2 separate regions of the Rattus norvegicus genome follow, and region 2 is linked to region 1. The links are chromatin contacts, called in public Hi-C maps. All regions are on one chromosome and are shown on one strand. Each heading gives the region's core, a stretch centred on a gene start, on an enhancer-like site or on the middle of the called end of the contact. The rest is flanking DNA. Distances are from core to core; before and after follow the strand shown.

What was found. Hi-C and Micro-C count contacts between places; a contact is called where the count stands out from the background.
Region 2: a contact with region 1 is called in a Hi-C map of liver, with 4 times the contacts expected there. The contact joins two enhancer-like sites. A contact is called at or near these places in 8 of 12 Hi-C or Micro-C datasets (the A7r5 cell line, the Rat2 cell line, Schwann cells and 4 more).

The regions. Positions count from the first base shown.
Region 1 is chr10:47,709,365-47,713,050 of GRCr8, forward strand. No RefSeq gene overlaps it. Among named protein-coding and RNA genes, the nearest start is that of Cenpv, 16 kb to the right of the region's middle. Within about 2 kb of position 2,032, at least 5 of the 93 cell types and tissues checked have an H3K27ac peak or open chromatin away from gene starts, as enhancers often do.
Region 2 is chr10:47,867,128-47,870,949 of GRCr8, forward strand. No RefSeq gene overlaps it. Among named protein-coding and RNA genes, the nearest start is that of Mmgt2, 26 kb to the left of the region's middle. Within about 2 kb of position 2,089, at least 3 of the 93 cell types and tissues checked have an H3K27ac peak or open chromatin away from gene starts, as enhancers often do.

The DNA.
Region 1 (3,686 bases), core at 782-3,281:
GCACTAAACAAAGAAAGAATATTAAAAGCATTAAGGGGAAAAGGTCAAGTAACATATAAAGGCAGACCTATTAGCATTATACCAGACTTCTCACCAGAGACTATGAAAGCCAGAAGATCCTGGGCAGATGTCACACAAACCCTAAGAGAACACAAATGCCAGCCCAGACTACTATATCCAACAAAACTCTCAATTACGGGCTGGAGGAATGGCTCAGTGGTTAAGAGCACTGACTGCTCTTCCAGAGGTCCTGAGTTCAAATCCCAGCAACCACATGGTGGCTTACAACCATCTGTAATGAGATCTGATGCCCTCTTCTGGTGTGTCTGAAGACAGCTACAGTGTACTTATATATAATAAATAAATCTTTAAAAAAAAAACTCTCAATTACCATAAATGGAGAAACCAAGATATTCCATGACAAAACCAAATTCACACAATATCTTTCCACAAATCCAGCTCAAAATAAGAGCTCTTCAAGGACCTGGAGCCAGCTGACAACAGAGTTATTTGCAATGGCACACGGCTTTCCTAATGAGGTTTTTTTTTTCCCCTTGGCTTTTCAAGACAGGGTTTCTCTGTGTAGCCCTGGCTGTCCTGGAAGACATTCTGTAGACCAGGCTGGCCTCATATTCACAGAGATTCTACTGCCTCTGCCTCTCTTTTTTTTTTTTTTTTTTTTTTTAGATTTATTTATTTATTATATATAAGTACACTGTAGCTGTCTTCAGATACACCAGAAGAAGGCATCAGAACTCTTTACAGATGGTTGTGAGCCACCATGTGGTTGCTGGGAATTGAACTCGTGACCTCTGGAAGAGCAGTCGGGTGCTCTTAACCGCTGAGCCATCTCTCCAGCCCGCCTCTGCCTCTCAAGTGCTGGGATTGAAGGTGTGCGCTACCACTGCCCAGCTTGACTTTTTCACAACTAAAATATACTCTAAAAAGGTAAAACAGTACAAATCCAATAACCATAAATCAGAAAGACAATTGTAATAGGTAGCTCTGTGTGTGTGTGTGTGTGTGTGTGTGTGTGTGTGTGTGTGTGTGTGTTTAATTTATTAGAGTGGCTTATAGTCTGTAGTCTGGCTAGTCCAACAATTGCTGCCTTGAAACAGGAAGGCTAAGAATCTGGTAGTTGGGGCTGGAGAGATGGCTCAGTGGTTAAGAGCACTAGCTACTCTTCCAAGAGGTCCTGAGTTCAAATCCCAGCACCTACATGGTGGCTCACAACCATCTGTGATGGGATCTGATGCCCTCTTCTGGCATGCAGGTGTACATGCAGGTAGGGCACTCATACATAAAGTAAACCTTTCTTAGAAAATTAAATTTAAAAACTTTAATTTTTTTAAACTTTCAAGTCCAGAACGTCTAGAATTTTAGGTATTTTTTGTTATTGTTTTTTATTTTATGTTTATTGGCGTTTTGTCTGCATGTGTGTCAGATCCCCTGGAACTGGAGTTACAGACATGTGTGAGTTGCCATGTGGGTGCTGGGGATTGAACCTGGGTCCTCTGGAAACGCATCCAGTGCTCGTAATCACTGAGTCCTCTCTCAAGCCCCTTCCTGCAACTTAATTTTTTTAAACATCTATCTTTAGTGATAGTTCTTAAACATTTTAACTTCCCCTCTAACCCACCACACACCATAGGTAGTGGAAAAGACAGGATATGAGGCTAGGGGGTGGGGGTGGGGGAGCGGACCTGTTTAGGAAGGTTCTTTGGAGCAACTCCTGACTGTGTTGTCTGGAAAACGACAGCTCAGTTTACAGGTCCACAGCGGCAGCTCGATCCACTCCACTTGCAAACACTTCACAAATAACCAGCAGTCCAGTTTGGTAGTCGGGATAGCAAACACGAAACAGCAGCGGTGACACTACCTGGCAGAGACTGCCAGGCCTCAGCCTTGGCTCATGTCAGCAGGAGGGACCAGGAGGAATGCCAGGAGTTCTTGGCTGTGCCTCTCTCAGGAAAGGTAAGAGCAGCGGATGATCCACAAGTGTTGCACAACTAGCTCTGCAAGCAAGCCATACTCAGCCTCTGTCACTGTCCATCAAGTCCTGTTTACCCTCCGAACATCTCGTGCCCTTCACGGCCTTACCTCACCACGTGGCTTGCCTCGGCACAGGCTTCTGTCTCAGCTGACATCAATTTGCCAATCACATTTTTTTGGGCGCGTTTCTCTCTATGGAGTCCCAGCAAAATGTAGCTCAACTATGCAATGTAAGTCAGACCAACACATGTGTGTTGTTGGCAAAAAAGAATCCTTCATCACATGTCCTTTCACATATGTGCTTTAGCAGAACATCCTTTTACCTGTGTCTGCTTCAGCTAAACGTTCCTTCCTGAGTCTGTGTTAGTCTATCCCTGTGTCCACTTCAGGAAAACACACCATGTGTCTGCCCCAGCAAAACACCATCCGTCACAACTGACTTTCCAAAGAACCACTTCTTCTTTATTTTTGAGACATATTGTGTCTTACTGTGAAGTCTGGACTGTCTGAAATTTGCTCTTTAGACTGACTGGCATGGACTGGCATGGCCACAATCCTCCTGCCTCTGCTTCCTGAATACTGAGATGATAGACATGGGCAACCATCGAGTTTGGACTCTGAAAATCCGGTTTCTACCCACACAACCCATGTGTAGCCCTAAGACTGGCTCTGATTGTCTGTTTGATGAATAGTCTACCAACATATGAAAGTTCGAGAACAACTCTCAGGAGTGGGTTCTCTCTTCCCATCAAGAGTTCCTGGGATCTGGCTTCAGTTATCATGCGTCTAGCATCTGAGTTGTGAAGTATGGCATCTTCTGAGGTAACCTCTTTTGGGGACTCTTCCCCTGCAGTCTTTTCATTGGCTGTGTCTCGGACCCTTTATGTTTCTCTCCTGTGGTTTCCCTCAAACGTCTCTGAGGAGTACTGGACACACCCAAGTCCTTAGTAAACATTGGTTAAGGCTGTAGCACACAGGGATGCGCAGTAATGACCCCGCCCCCTTTGAAAACAGGGTTTCTCCTTGTAGCCCTGGCTGTCCCAGAACTCGCTCTGAAGACTAGGCCTCAAACTCAGATCTGCCTGCCTCTGCTCCCCAGTGCTGGGATTGAAAGCATGAGCCAACATACCCAGCTTAATTTTTTTAAATGCTGTAGTGAAACAAAAAAACCCCAAAACCAATCTTTGCTAATTTTAAAAAGACTGAGCTAGGGGTTGGGGATTTAGCTCAGTGGTAGAGCGCTTACCTAGGAAGCGCAAGGCCCTGGGTTCGGTCCCCAGCTCCGAAAAAAAGAAAAAAAAAAAAAAAAAGACTGAGCTATTCATTCAACTATATTAAACAGTTCTTGGAAAACATTAAGTATCCAGTAAATATGAGTATTACATTAAAGATTTTGAGGGTTGGGGATTTAGCTCAGTGGTAGAGCACTTACCTAGCAAGCGCAAGGCCCCGGGTTCAGTCCTCAGCTCCGGAAAAAAAAGACAAAAAAAAAAAAAAAAAAAAAAAAAAAAAAAAAAAGATTTTGTAAAATGGACTGCTTTGTCTTATCCAAAGCTGATTTCAGTTCCTCAATTACCTTTATAATAAAAGTCAGACTTCTGATACTAAAACCTCAGCTGGTGAACAACCAATGGTCCTTCATTTTTGTGGATATGTATGTGTGGTGTGTGTTCATACCCGTGTTCCTCTGTGCG
Region 2 (3,822 bases), core at 839-3,338, 160 kb after region 1:
TGCCTCCTGCACAGTCAGATTAAGGTGTGCACCACCTCACCTCGCCCTTTGACTATTATTTTTTAAACTTTATTTTCACGTTGTTTATTTTATTTTATGTTTATTGGTGTTTTGCCTGCATATGTACATGCCTGATGCCTGTGGACAACAGAAGAACGTGTCTGATCCCTTCACACTTTGTCATGTGGGGACTGGGAACTGAACCCAGGTCCTCTGGGAGAGGAGCCAATGCTCTTTTTTTTTTTTTTAAGTATAGAATAGAGTTTATTCAGGGCATGGGGAGGGGAGGCAAGAGGTTAGTAGAGGCAGAGAAAGGCAGAGAGAGAGAGAGAGAGAGAGAGAGAGAGAGAGAGAGAGAGGAGAAGAAGAAGAAGAAGAAGAAGAAGAAGAAGAAGAAGAAGAAGAAGAAGAAGAGGAGGAGGAGGAGGAGGAAGAGGAGGAAGAAGAGGAGGAGGAGGAAGAAAGAGAAGTAGAGGCGGGCCATGAGCACGTGGAGAGAGGGGAAGAGGGAATGGGGAGAGGGAAAGGGAAGGCAAGAACAGGAACAAGAAAGTGAGCCAGTGCTCTTAACTGCTTGATCCATCTGTCTAACCCAAGCTTTGCCCATTTAAAAATAAATGGCTCTCCTGACCATTACATATTATGTGTGGCCTTAAATTCTGTCATTTATACAATACTGTGTTTGTGGGGAGTCCTGGGCACAGACAGCCTCATTCTGTTCTTATAACCACCTTGAAATATAGGTACAACCTAAACTCAAAGCCTGCATGGGTCAAATCATGTTCCTATGGTCACACTGCTGGTAAATGATGGAGCGGGGAGTTTGACAGGGGCAAGGGGGAGCTGGGGAAAATCCTACCGGCTCTTTTCTAAAGCCCTCACTGGTAGGAAGTGAGTAGCTGGGAGGCAGGAGCCACCATCTGCTAGTTTTCATTCCAGCTTTAACCAGCCAGGGAGCTGTGCCTCGCCCCACCCCCATCCCTCTTTATTTCTCCCTCAAAATTAAATATTTAATATAAGAAATTGTTTGCACAGGTGCTGGAAGACCCGAAGAGTCAAGCCTGCGAAGCTTAGTAACCAGAGTAATAGATACAGTAAGAAGTCATGAGAGTGACAGGGAGGAGTCAAGTTGCCAGGACTCAGAGAGGTCCTGCAGGGTGGAAATCAGACCCTCAAGGGCAAGTATTTCGTATCTGGTGATTCAGGCAGGCAGGCACCTGTGCACCAGTGTCCTCAGAGAGGACGGAATCTGGGGACTTTGGCCCAGTCCATTCCTTGTGCCCGGCCTTGGTGATGCTGTTTCACAGTAGAATACACATGGGAAAGTGCTTTGCAAAATCTCTACACATCAAGGAGAAGTAAGTCATTACTAGAATTCACCAGAATGGTGCCTTCTCCATACCTGTGTCTCCCCACATTTCACAATCCGAGCTCTGTCTGTGTGCTTTCTATCTGGTGTGTCTGTTTTCAAACGTCCCCAGGGGGTCCAGTAAAAAGGTTGGAGAGCCTTTGTAGCATGTCATGGGCTGGCTGCCTTGTTGGATCTAGCCTCTCCTACCTACTGGTCATATCATTATCACCACTATCACCTTTAAAAAAAAAGTCTTATGTAGCCCAGGCTAGCTGTGAACTTGCTATGTAGCCAAGGATGGCCTTGTACTCCGGATCCTTCTGCTTCTATATTGCGAGTGCTGGAATCACAGAGGTGTTCCACCAAGCCTAGATGCCCAGTAGTCTTGAGGAGACAGATCACAAGGTGGGGTCATGGAGCATGTAAAGGGGGATTGTCACCTCTGCCACAGTGGTCTGCAAAGCTGCAGGTAAGTTCGGTCCAGAACATCTGCTCAGCCCCACTTCTCCCCTTCCCAAGATCTCTCTCTGCTTTGCCCTTCACATTGGCGTTGCCCTAATTGTACCTCAGGAAATAACCCTGAGGTGTCCATCATAGAGGAGCCTTCAACTGGATATGAGCTGCTTGAGCCACTCTCTTCAGAGTCCAAAAACACAGTTAAACAGGAAGTTAGGACACTTCTGTGTTGAGACTGTGGACTGTGCAGTGCCTGGTGGGCGGAGGATTTGTTTGGCGTCCCTCTCCTGCCATCTTGTGGATGGATAGGAGGACTGTGACAGACCCAGTGGGCAGGAGACCCAGGAGAAAAGAGTGTTTTCAGGGGAGGAAAGAGGAAAGCAGCAAGTGCAGTGCCACTCTGTGCTGAGGCCTAACCCTGGGCAGCACTCTGGCGTCAGTTTCCTAATCAGCGTTGCACAGAAATCTGCGTGAGTCTTGGCACCTGCGAGAAGAGCGTCACACTTCTCCAGCCGTGTCAGCAGCTGCAAATGCCCTCAGAGGGCTGGCCTTTGGAAATGTAAAGATTCAGAATTTGCAGACTTTTCTCCTCACTTGGGTCAATGTCTTACATGGAAAATTCTAGAAATAAGCATTGTCTAATTGTGCCTTATTCTGGATCTTATGATGAATTTGGCTCTGTCCTGCTCTAGCCCACTCAGGACAAGAAACATCCCTTTGCCCAGTGTCTGTCTGTACACATGCTGGTAGCCATCCCTGTCGTCAGAGTGACTGCCATGGTCTCACATGCTGGTTGGCATTCAACCTACCTCTGCTTTACTCAATAATGTCTTCAAAGTGCGACACTAGGGATGCTGACAATTTTATATAGTCCCTCTATCTTGTCCTTGGTAATCTCTTCCTGGGTCTAGTCTGCAAACTAAACGGTATGCCATGTGTGTGTGTGTGTGTGTTTGTGTGTGTGTGTGTGTGTGTGTGTGTGTGTGTGTGTGTGTGCGCGCTAAAAGCAGAGGGTGCATAGGTTTGAACTCCAACTGGGGTTGGAAGATAGCCCCCTCAGATGAGGGGGACAAGTGCAGTCACAAAGAGTGAGCTCTTGCTAACTTGTGACATCATAGATGAGGTGACTCTAAAGACTCACTCTGGAGCCAGGTGGTGGGGCTACACAGAGAAATCCTGTCTTGAAAACAAAACAAAGCAAAACAAACAAACAAACAAACAAACAAACAAACATCAAAGCCCACTCTGAAGATGCGTCCTCTGTTCTGTGTAGCTTGGGAGGGAAGATTTATGGGGCTCATGGTTTCAGAGGTGGTTAGAGCCCATACTCTGCTCACTGTGCTACTTCTGGGCTTGAGGTGTTTGTTGTAGGAACTCTTCCCGGTGAGACATAAACACATTTTTTTTTGACCCCAGACAAGGCACCAATGACCAACCAAAGGGATGACTCTATCCAGGTCTACCTTGGTGAATCGATGAGTTTATTTGGAGTGTAGAATCATGGGTGAGGAGTTACTTACCGGAGTGTGGGAGACTCTGGAACAGCCATATTACTAAAACATCCCGTCCTAGCATGGATAATGACTCCCACATAGTCTCCCCTTCAATTAACCCTCCACTCTCCGTGTACACTAGCACTTCCCAAGTCTGGTACAGCCCAGAGTGTGAGCATCCGGGAACGGCTACAGTCTCTGATGGGAGTCTGATGACTCTCCTCTCCCCTCGTCTCTTGAGGGAAGGTAACAGATCTGATCTGGGGAGGGTCTTCTGAGCAGCCACAGCTGCTCTGATGGAGATGGCAAAACTGTTACGGTCAGAGGAGAGCATTCCACGGAAGCGAGGCAGAGCACCGTGGCACGCAGGAGGGAAGCGGTAACCTCCCAACATTCCCTTCGAGGACATATCTCAAGTGACCTAATTTCTTCCCACTTGTCTCTACCTCTTACAGGCTCCTCTACTTCCTAATAACACTCCACACTAATACCAAGCCTTTAACACATGAGCCTTTGGGTGAC